Regions from separate parts of the Drosophila melanogaster genome. Here region 1 is linked to region 2. The links are chromatin contacts, called in public HiChIP or PLAC-seq maps. All regions are on one chromosome and are shown on one strand. The core of a region is the stretch at or near the end of the contact, and the rest is flanking DNA. Distances in the headings are between cores, read along the strand shown.

Region 1 (6,204 bases), core at 318-2,817, 270 kb before region 2:
GGTTGCCAACTGAAACGGACAAGCCGTGCTCGATCCAGAAAGCGGCAAGTTCATTTAACTAATAGCCAACAATTTATAACTAGCTTCAGTTGCTCGCCATCCTCTGCAACTGCAAAAAGCCAGCGACGACACACAACTAATGGCCTCTGCCCACCTGAATGCCCACCGATGTCCCGCCCGATTCCTGGGCAGGAAAACTAATCCGCTTAATGTTTCGCCTATCTCCTAAACTATGGTCCTGCAGGACGAGACAGCCTCCTTATGGCTTGTGTGTGTGAGCCGGACTTTACTTCCTCCATCGACAAGACGAAAGAAGTCCAGAAGGCATCCTACTAGATGAGATGACCGAAATAGTGAAAATCGAGAAATGGAGTAGAAACGCTCGGGAGAAGACTTAAGTAAAAGTGTTGTACAGTGCGTGAAGAAAGTTTTCTGGCAAAAACTTAAATAGCCCCAAAGTTGATTATACGATAGGCATTTCGTGATGGGAAATGGAGAAAAGCGGGACCAGATTCAACATATGAGCCTGCTAATTAACTAAATTGAAGACAAAACTTTTGGCTCTCTGCGACTCAAAGGAACCCAAAGCCGGAAACTGCGCGGAAATAGGATAAGAATAGAAAGAGCCAATACCCTGGATAGTTTTAAAAAACTTTTTATGCGTGTCGCTGCCATTAAAATAAAAGAAAAAAATATTTATGACAAACAAACTCTATACACTACTTACTTGCCGACGAAATTGATCTCGTTTTTATCCTGAAAAGTAAATGCAAACGTATTGATAAAATAGGAATCTTGCATTCTATTATTAATAATTTGGGCTTTTCATCTTTTAATTTGAGCATTAAAAAGACATGAAATGGCAAAGCCAGCTTACATACTTTTGTACATATATACACATATGCAATAGATAAGGTTTCTGAGAAAGTGTTATGTAAAAAAAGACTGTATTGAATTCAACAATGATATGCATTCAGAAAAGTAAGGGTAAAGAAAAGATTGTATTTTTATACGTTAAAATACATCTATAAATTAATTATTTTAAAGTACACCTTCTACATATCCATAGATGCAATGGGGATCTTTGGGACCATTGGATTAGTTGTGTGATATTCATGACAATAGAATACATTGTTAAGTCTAATATATAGAGAGTCTGGTATGTGTGGTTCCCTTTACATTTGCACAACAAATATTATAATATCCCCTACAGGCATATGAAATTCGGTTTGATTAAAAATGAACACAATACTTATTTTTATAGCCACAAGTATTTATCATATTTCTAAGCCCATTCCGACTATTTGATCGTATTAAAAAAAAAGAACAGCTTATCTCATCATTTTCTTGATTGACTACTGAGACCGTAACCCGCTAATCCAGACAAAAATTTTTCCACATGATGTGATGGCAAACTCACTTCGGGCAGCCCTTCTCGGAAAATGCCGTCCTGACACACGCACACCACCTTAAAGCTGAACAGCTATGCAGCTGAACGCAAACTCTTGTTAAGCATTAAATGTGGCACGAAAAGCGCGGTTCCGAAATTTGTGTTGCATACTTTGCTGCGCTGTGACTCGCAGCTAGGTGTTTTAACGCACACATGTACGTAAATGGTTGTATATTCCAGGGTCTATGTATGGGTGCATAAACGCTTCGCTTGCTTATTTAATTTGCCACAAAATTGTAGACACATAGCCAAAAAAGCCGAACCGGAAAGTTGAAAGGCTATGAAAGCAAAAACTTTTTATTTCGCAGCTGAGCGAAGTCAAAACCAAAAGTGGAATAATAGCAGTTATAGTTTTTGCTGGCGACTTTTGCCAGGATATTTGTTTTACGCTACCGGCATGACTTGAGGACTGAGATAAATAAATATATATATATTGTATATATATATATTGTATATATATATATATATATATCATTCATTAATTAAAAAAAATATGAATACCAATTAAAAATATTAAACACTCAGGCTTGTTTGGTTGAAAAAATACAGGTTCATTTAAGGGTTGATATCTTTATTTTATTTCAGACCATAAACTTGTACGAAGATAAATATTTGCATTATATCGGTATGCATTCATTTTAAGATGCATTTATCTCCAAAAACTATTTCGCAAGTACGTCTACGTCTTTTTTCGTTTATTGTGCGTCAGAAGTCATGGATAACTTTACAGGTGTCCCTTTGGAATTCCGAGCGGGCGGAAACATTTAGTCTCAAAATTGGACTTCACCTCTGGACAATCCAATGCGAAGTCAGTTCATGAATATTTATAAATTCGTTTCATAAACACACGCCGATACGAACATGTGGTAAAGGCGTCTCAAATCCGCAAACCTCCGTGCCTTGTACCCCTGCTCTAATAAAAAGGAACCTCAAAAGCAAATTCAATTAACCCTACAGACCGTAGAGAGCATAAGCAAATACACTCAACCAATACAAATACGATGACCGAGACAGACAAACCAAATTCCCTACTTGCAGAATCTCCTCATCCTGCTCCCGCAACTCCATTCCGCACTCCTCCGTTGGACTAAGGCACGCGCCAACTACAAATCCGCCCCTCAGCCACTGGCGCCCGACCAGGGACGGGGTGGCTGGCCAACCGCAAGGACACAAAGTAACTAATTATCTCGCCTTAACCCTTACCAACAGCTTCCTGCTGTGTTTACTTAGCACGCCACCCTTCTAAAGTTCTCCTGCAGCTTCATCGCACGTGGCTGGGAAATGGACCCGAAAAATAAAAAGAAAGCTGTGGAAAATCGAATGCAAACCCGATATGTTTTCCACATTTGAATGGACAATGGGCAGCAGGCCTGGGAAAGGGGAAACAGGAAAAAATGTAAATGAAATGTGTCAAATGCTGACACATGCCGCGTCTGAAACCTGAAACTGGAACTCTTTGGGTTAGGTGAAAAGGAGGGACTCAAAGGATGCGCTGATGCAGGGTTCCAGAGTTGCCCGAGGAAACAGGGGGAGTTCCCGCCTGGTACAGCGACCATGTCCGGGGAAGTGGGACTTTTCACAGCAATCACCGGCTGAGTGAATATTTATCGATAACAAACTGAAAACATCCCAACCCGACCCCAGTCGGCAATTCCACTTCCACTCAACACAACGTCAAACAAGCGAGATTGGGTTCAGACTAAGGAGTAAGGCCTTCCATAGGCTTTGCAGGATACCATACCGCCTGCCAGGATACCCGGGACTGGCCAGACATTCATCTGCAATCTCGAACCGGGATGGATTGATGTGTGCCAGCTATTATTTGGACAGCACTCGTGGCGCGTACACGAAATGAACATGGCCAACTACATCGCAGGGGTGGCGCGGGTCTGATTTAGGAGGATTCCACGTTGGCAAATGGCACGAGCCATTGAGCTAACGATCGAAATTGTATCTCGCACGCATGTTTTGTATCTGCAACTCCAAGCGCAGCACTGAAAGAAGCCACTTTCATGATTGGCGCAGATAAATGCTTGCAAACTGCACTTGGGCTGATTTGAAGTTTACAAGTTCTGCAGCTGAATTCTAAAAAGATTCAAAACCAGAAGTTCTCACTTCGATTGAATACATTTTACTTACATATTACTGTCGTAATAGGATTGCGCGTTAATAAGAAATTCATAATTAAAACAATTACAAAGTGTGTCTAGTCACTACTTTTTTATAAGACTAATTCCTGTTTTATTTAAACAAATACCAACTTGGGCACTTTTGGTTAAAAAAACATAGAGCAAAATCTAAAAGGGTTTTCAAAGCAATGGCATATTTTCCTAAATTATTGTTTATAATAAATAAATATAAATAAATAATCATTTTTTAACTAGGTAATCTGCTTAGTTTTGTAATTTCAACAAAAGAAATAATAAAATTGGCAGGCTTACAGTAAAATCAAATTATTTGTGCCCCTTAATACAAGTGAAGTATTACCTATTGATAGCAGTGTACACTTCGACAATCGAATCTGAAGTCCCGAGCGTTTAACGTCAAATAAAACCGAGTAAATAATTTAGCAGCCAAGGCAGCACAGCGAAGTGCCCGATGCGAAGTAGGAAAACTTTAGCGTATTTATTTGCAATTTTCGCATTTTAAGCCGATAAAAGCAGGACAGCGGCGATGTGTGTGTGTGTGTGTGTGCCCAAGTGAAGGAGGTGTTGGGTGTTCCGGGCATGTCGGTGAGACGCCGGGGGTAGTGACCGTATAAAATGACAAGCGTTTGACACAAGCACCGGAATATCCGTCAGTGCGGCGACGGAGCGGACGACACTGCGTCCTGCGTCCTGGACAAGGGAACTCCGGGAAGATGATGCCGGAGGAGAGCGGTGAACGGTGTAGATGTGTGTCCTGCGCGTGCACTGTTTGCTAGCGTGTTACGGCCACATTCATAATACAAAAGGATGCTCCGGCCAAACCGAGCGAGCATCATTTCCCGGTGCCATTTCTAGTTGTGTGTCAACTATTCTAATAGTTCGCGCTTGAGTGGGTCGGAGTGGGGGTTGTGGTGGTAGGAGGGTATGTGTGTGATTTACAGTTGCGCTGATTGCAAGGATAATGCCAAAGTACTCGCCGCTCTGGCAGGAAGTCTCTGGCGCGCTTTCATTCCTCGGTAGCCAAGCAAGTCTCTGCCAAAGCGGATGTCAACTTAAAGGTATTAAGAAATTGAATCAAAGTGGAAATATTATAAGAAAAAATACGTACTTCAATGGCAGATAGAAAGCGAGAAAGTGGATCCGCATTCAAATTGGCTTGGTTGCATATTTAAAAGTATAAATTATTGTATATTTATCAACTCAAAAAGGGGAATCAAAACCGTGAATTTCACGGATAAACTAGCTCTTAAAAGCATATATCTATATCTACGAACTTTTTCAATGCATAATTTTTCTTCGAGTGTATATTGAAGTGGTCGGGGGTGTGGACTGAGGCGACGGAGTGGGGGATGCTGCAGTTGTACTTGCCGTTGCCTAAGTGCCGCTCCGACTTTGAACTATGACGTTGGCTTTTAGTGTATTAAGAAAATGTCAAAGGAGCTGACAGCCCAGGCTCCGGCTCCAGTCGAAGCTGAACCAGGTGCCTGGCTGCGAATTCGGATGCAACGCGGGCAGGGGAAGTAATACATAATAATGCAATTTTGCCAAGGACAACGGCAATGAGGAAGGCGGATTCATTTGGCTTAGGCCAAATGCCGGGCTGAGTCTAAAATCTAAAAAGCAGGAGGAAAGTAATTGGGAAAAGTGGAGGAGCTGAAATGAGGGGAAACGCGGTGCTTACAGGATTATAATTTTCTGCAACCATTCCAGGCGTTCTCTCGTACAAAAATGTATGCAGCATTGCCGGCACTCAATAAACAGAATAAGCAAAGCAGAATATACGTACATCCCAGCAAAATTCCATAAGCCCAACATAACAATTACTGCCATGTTGGAACACATAAAAGTTGTAAAGGCCCTTAGTCCCAGGGATCCCCGTCCGGGCATCCACCTGTTTGTACACACACACACACATAATTCTGCCACCTATGTAAAACCACTGGCAGCCCCAAGTGTCCTGCCTGCACTTAATCTCAATTTGATGCCTACGCATACCCTGTAATCGAGTAAAGAGTGTGTAGCAAGACCATAAATGCGTGTTTACAAGAGTTTTCATTTAGATGTTGTTAAAATTGTTGGTGGATAATAATGATAATGCATATAAGAAGAATAAACTTACTTATTTAAGGTAAGTAATTAACTTCAAGCATATATGTATGCATTGAAAAGTAAAGCATCTAAAATAATTATTTAATATATTAATCTTCCTGTTTGAAGATGCATGGAAGAACCTCTATAAGGCTCCTCTCCGATTTTTACAGGGATTTTTGTTTTGGAAATTTATTACCATGCCCCAGCCTCGGCAAAACACAGGATATATCCCCTGGCCCTCCAATAATCGTATATGCCATAAGCGTATTAACGCAATTCAATTTCGAGCCATTCTGCCTCCCTCCAAAGGCAAAAAAAGCAGTAACAGCAACGATAGGAATAACTACAGCAATAAGAGCTGGTCGAAACAATGTAGATTGCGCCACCTGCGCAGAGCTAGCGGCTAAGAACGAATCTTAGATATCCTTTATCTTCTAGTTTATTTGTACCTAAGAACATAGTTTTGACTGAAATTATATTTCACATAATATTTATTTATTATAATTGTTATTTCCG
Region 2 (6,075 bases), core at 2,682-5,181:
CGAAATTCGACACACTGTCAATCTCATCAATCTTAATCCCAGTGAGATCCTAAGTCCGAAATATACCTGAACCTGAATTACAGCTGGCATATCCACATACGCTAAAGTCATGTTATCATATTTAAGTCCGCCGAAACCTTATGCACACATATCGATGGGGCTATCCAGCTGTTCTGGGGCACAAGTCGATATATTCCAGAATAATTCGCTAATTCGCTATATCACGGCGGATCACAATCACAAGTTGTAAATTCTAAATTCTAAATCCGATTCGCGCTTTCTCGAATTTTTCGACTTTGCCGCACCGACGCATCAGCATCAGTAGTCTACGAGCGACGAACGCGAAATGAGAACTAGTCGCTCGCCAGTGTGCCAAAAAGGCGAAAAGGTTTTCGCCGGCGACGCCGGCTTCACTTCGCAGTCGCTACCGTTAGAGGTCGGATAGGCGGATAGATGGACGGATGGACGGATGGATGGATGGATGGCGGCTATAGGGAGAGATTGTCGCCGATTTGAGATCTTTGTGGTGGGCGAAAGCACATTTAAATGTGTGCGGCATAAAGGAGTCGCATAATGAGGTCGGAAGCTCGGCTTAGTGAATGGTATCACACAAGCCATTTGACATCCTGCCCAGTCGCGCGCTTTTGAATTGCCAGGACTCGCAGGATGCAGTGTCAATGGGCGATGCGCGCGATAAGGACGCTCCGGTGGGGTACGCCCATTAGGTATCCATAACTGCGGCTATTGATTCCCTGAATTTGCCCGCTGCGCGCCATTCCATAACAAATTTTATTTATACTCTTGCCTGCTTAGGCTAGCTGCTCTCATTTACCTGCTACTTAATTCAGCATTGTGCCCGGGGATTGCGGAAAAGAATGACAGTAATTTGACACAAAACGTTGAGGTTTTCACAAATCGAACATGTTTATTCGATTGTGCAAGAGTGTGTTGGGCGGGCGGACCACGGATCGCGGAGGATCGGCCTTCATTGTGGTCCAAATAAGGAACTCCTCCAGGTGAACCAAACAAGGAAGGCCCTGCCCAAGCGCTCTACTTCCCCATCGCCTGAATCATTGTGCATCGGCTTAATCAACTAATTCATATTGCTTACACATCCAAATAGCAGCTCAATTATTTACCTCTGAGGAGTAGTTATTAGTGAATGGCCGAATAATAGGTGATTCAGTTAGACATTCGCAGCTATAACCATTGGCTCGTGTTTATAAAGCAGACTTGTGTCGAGCTTGGCAAATGAAAATGGTTCTATTGGTTTTATTATTAATAATAGCAAGTTAACTGGGCATATTTCGAACTGTTCTTTGGAGAAGCAGGGAAAAGAAATATTTTATCTAACTTATCAGAACTTCCCTGACAACGTTCTTATGTTAGTTGATAGATAAACGCTTAGTTGGAGCCTTTTTCATACAGATCTAGCAAAAATGTAACTTTCAGGAGATGGACTACTGCATCACTTAAAAAATTTCAGATAATATCCATTTACGATCATCGTACCTTTACAGCTCCCTAAAAACCAGTTTCTGCAAATCTTCAGTTGGTAATAACCATATCCGCGGAATGTCTGCCGAAGTACTAAAGTTTCCCTATACGAGTGAGTATGACCCAATCTTGATAGTTGGGCTCAAACCCTAAGTTCGGTAGGGAGCATTCTTTGGCGAGTCTTTGACTGACTGGCTGGCTGGGCCAAGAACGTGGCAATTGCGGATCGGGCACGACTTTATTGTGGTTTAATAAATTAAAATAATTTTGATTGATTACTTTGGATTATCTTGTCATTTGCCAACATCAAATAGAATATTTAGGAACACAGGTAAACCGGTTCTCCTTTGTTTTGCGTGAATATTCGTCTATCGGCGGCTGGGTTCTCGGTGATTTTCTTTTTCGAAACCCCGGAGATTTCGCGCATTCTGCGCTGAAGAATCCGAGCTTGGCTCTAATCAAAGCCAAATCTGGGTATTAGCTCTTCAAACAATTAAAACGGCATTTCTGGATGAAAATTAGTTCTGGAGTGGAGCTCCGCAGAATCCTCCGGCTCCTTTAAGTGCTTCCTCATTGATGGCCCCCGATTTCAAGATTCCCTCTTGGTTTGTTTACTTGTACTGAACCCGATGTTACCTAATATTTGGCTGCCGCTAATACGCGGCTGTCTGCTCATCCGTCTTTGGATATTCGCGGCTTATTCTCGGCTCTTGCCGTCACTCAATACCGTCAACGGAGTTGGCCCGCTCGGAATTCAGTGGTAGTGGTGTGGGTATGCGTGGCTTTCGGGCAATGCTTTTGACCCTTCGCCAGTTGGCAAAGTTCTTTATGCCGCTGCTATTTCTATTCCTATTTATTTATTTATTTTGCCATGGCTTTTTTCTCCATTATTAATTGTGCGATTGGAAACTCTGGTTTTCAATCACATGAGTTTCAGAACCTTAGCCCATTGTCTGCCATTGCGAGACATGAATGTGCCGAAATTTCTGACTTACTCTGGTGGTCAATACTCCCATGGCGTAATTCAAGATAAAGATAAATAAATTATAAAGGTTTCAAATGCTGCTCGGTGATCAGAGACCATCTGGTTTTGGGGGGCACAGGCAAAGGCAAAGGCACTGGCACAGGTACAGGTAGACTGTTGGAAGCTGTTGGGCAGGTCGAAATAGTTTCACCTCAAGTGGGTTCTGTTCCAAACGACGGTCATACAAAAAACACACAAAGCCTGGCTCGCAGATCTCGGCTCACATATGTACGCACAATCCACACACACGTCGTGTATAAATGCGCACTTCACCCGATATTCTAATGAAACGTTATCCACTTGCCAGTGATCAATTGCCATTAAAAGAGTTTTGACTCCAGACCCAGGGTTCACTTTTCTAACTGGTCTATTACGATGTTGGGACCAGTCTCATTTCGGTCTGGATTGGATCCGTTTTCTAACGCCGTTTCTCGCATCCTACTTACTAGTTAAATATTTACAATGTTACCAGTATATCAGTAAAAAGTAAACCATAATAATGATATAAAAAGATTTTAAGGACAAGATTCTGAAAGATTTTTGGAGATAGTCCCGTGCTTCGTACCTTTTGAATCAAATGCAAACTCCTAGAACCTTTGCATTGGCGAAGCAATAGTCCGACCTTGATACATACAAAAAACTTTATATTGGCCCGAAAAATTTTCATTTAAATAGCAATAATATTTGAGAGTTTAATGTAGAACATGATACATAAAATAATGTTCTTAATTATAATTTGTAAACACAAATGGTTTTGTTTGACGGTTCCATCTACATATTTAGTTCTACACAACTTTCCAAAACTATTAGCTAATCTAAATTTATATTCAAAATTGTAATTTATCATTGCTGATATGTTTTCATTTTATGTTGCCTCTGTTAGTTCCTACGCTTTAGAGCCATTCAATTGGCTTTAAATTATATTATATCAAAATATATTTTTTGAAGTGGAAAATTACCCATTCCAAATCAATGACACACATTTTTGAAGATGGCAAATAAATGGTGTAGTATAAGAAGGCCGGCTTTTCGTTTGCGAAGACTGTTTGATCTAATCGACGCAAATTTTTACAAAAACGTTTTAAACCTTCTTATCAAACCTTAACACTTTATTTGTGCATTACATTTGAAATTTGCAATTTTGCAATTAAGGAAATGCGTTTTAATTCAAATTTCATTAGATTTCAGTTAGTACGAAGCAATACAAAAACATATTTTGTAAGTTACGAAAACATCTCCTTCAGAATAAAACTTTTTTTTGTGAAATGTGAATATCTCTGCAGAAAAGCATATTTCTCTTAACGTGATTCAAAGAGCAATCCAGATCCAGAATTTAAAGTATCCATGGGCGTGTCTTGCAGAAATACATGGACTTCTGCTACTTTACATGCATTTTACACAACCGTACACGCAGTGGGCGGCATCTATGTTTCGATAACTGAACCAGCAAAGGTCACCACCACACACCCATAGGTGGCTCTATACCCCAAGTACATTTGAACAAATTCAAATTACAGCAATATATAAAAAAAAAAACACAAAATTTTGAACGTGCCAAAACGACGACGAAAGTCCTTGCTGTATGATTTAACGTACAGCGAAATAATTTCATGTATTAAAGCAATGACTAAGCAATTGCAAATTTATTAGAAATTGTATCAGTTGGAGTTAAATTATGTTGGAGCTGCTAAAAAATATTCTTTTATTTGTTAAAGGATCGAGTTTGGTTGCAAGAATCGCAATAACCATTTGGAAATTCCAAATGCGCAAGTCAGAGAAAAATTTGGTATTACAAATTTTATAGTTACTTTACTACCTATTACAGTAGGGATAACAGATAAATCCTGTTAAAAAGAACACAAAAACAAGATATACTAATATAATTCCTAAAATAGGAATTATATTATATAAAAATATAATAGAATATCAAAAGTTATCTTAAGTATAGCTTAAATTTTTCTGGTCCTAACTTAACTTCAGCCCCTTTTTGATATTAGTGTTTATATCCATAGGAAAAGCATTAAACTTAGTGAACCAAACCACTATGAAGAATACGATGATATTCTCTCGAATATATCGCCTTAAAAAAAACTCAGCCAGAGGGCTATCAATAAAAGTAAATTAAATCAAGAATCGAAAATGAGCGGTGAAAGAGTCGAGGGGCTCTCACTTTGAAAGTATTTGCAAATAATAATTAAATTAGCACGTGGCTTCCATAAGAGCAATCACGTCCGGATTCCTCGCCGATGACGTAATGACTCTGGATACTTATACAGTAGCAGTGCAATGGACAGGAGCTGGCCTCGATCCCGGCATGCCGCTATTACCAAAATTGCCGGTCCAAATCATTCCGCCTGGCAGAAGAGTGCCCGCCCAAGAAAAGAACATGCCTGCGCGATTCGATGTTCGCATTTTTTTCGGCCACTACCTGGTCTCCGGGTTTTGGATGCCACCAATTATATTGCGACATATAAAACAAGTAGGCCCTAACATCTTATAAAACTCCTCACTTTCATCGTGTGGACCAGTCGTTTTAATTACGCTGTCAAGTTGAATGATGGTGGGCTTCCAGGAAGGGGAGGAGGGCATCCCTCTGGACCTCAATACTCTGGAGGGATGTGACCAGGTTATATGGAAACATCGAGTGGCGTAAGGACCGCCTTGCGGCCATAGAATAGGCCGAGTTCATGCGGGCATTGTCATAATATTGTCAGTAAATAAAGAATCCATTCTGCGCATTTCGGGCGCGAATTTACATATGGTCTGCACTGGCCATCCGCGAACCGGCAGTACAGTGGGTCCCTAAGCCGCGCTCGTTTCCAATTAGATTACACACTCGTTCGACGTCCGGTGCTGTCATTTATTGGAACTGCAAGTTGGAACTGTCGGAAGAGCTATAAATTAAACGAATTTAAGAGGAAGCTTCGCTCCAAACGCTGCATATAATATTCATAACAACAATGGAAATGTTCAGCGGACGATAATCGATTTCTGCTTATTACGATTCTTGCAGGTACTCCTGCCCTGCTCGTCCTCCTCCTCCTCCTGGCTGCGCACGCGCTCCAATCCGCAGAGCTGGAGCTCGGCTGGATCCTCAGTCTCTTCCTTCGGCTCGAGCTCCAGCTCCAGCTCCTTGGCCCTCAAATGCGCGGAAGAGCGGAGGAGCCCTTAATGAAGTAGTAAAACCCATTCATAAATGTATTAAACCTGCTGGGTATTTGCGGAGCCTGCTCGGCCAAAATCGAAAAGCTGCGTCCCATCTTCTAGCGTGCAGATGACGAATAGAAGAACGACGAGCCGAAAGTGCCCACTTGGCGACCATGCATGTGCACTGCGAGAAAAGGTCGAGAGTGTTGTAAGAGAACCACTTTGTTTATGGGCTGCTGTATAGTATGCAAATTATACGATATGTTACATGAATCTCCGTATATAGTATTCACTACTAATTATACATAGGACTAAGGTTACTTCGTTCTGCAAATTGAAATATGACCATGCGATAAACTTACATATATGTATTGCTTTTTAATACTATATTATACTATTATAAGATA

The links. HiChIP or PLAC-seq counts read pairs in DNA pulled down with a chosen protein or histone mark.
Region 1: a contact with region 2 is called in a CP190 HiChIP or PLAC-seq map of the Kc167 cell line, with 2.1 times the contacts expected there. The contact joins two enhancer-like sites. A contact is called at or near these places in 3 of 107 Hi-C or Micro-C datasets (the Kc167 cell line and wing imaginal disc) and 1 of 6 datasets of contacts at active chromatin or transcription factors (the Kc167 cell line).

The regions. Positions count from the first base shown.
Region 1 is chr3L:21,869,849-21,876,052 of dm6, reverse strand. mub (mushroom-body expressed) reads right to left here. Exons shown (of 11, transcript NM_001275268.1): 2 at 728-756. Among named protein-coding and RNA genes, the nearest start is that of lncRNA:CR43878, 14 kb to the left of the region's middle. Within about 2 kb of position 1,567, at least 7 of the 39 cell types and tissues checked have an H3K27ac peak or open chromatin away from gene starts, as enhancers often do. A contact at or near this core is called in the Kc167 cell line, where this site is marked.
Region 2 is chr3L:21,602,372-21,608,446 of dm6, reverse strand. The region is part of intron 1 of TfAP-2 (Transcription factor AP-2); the gene reads right to left. Among named protein-coding and RNA genes, the nearest start is that of lncRNA:CR43940, 11 kb to the right of the region's middle. Within about 2 kb of position 3,931, at least 35 of the 39 cell types and tissues checked have an H3K27ac peak or open chromatin away from gene starts, as enhancers often do. A contact at or near this core is called in the Kc167 cell line, where this site is marked.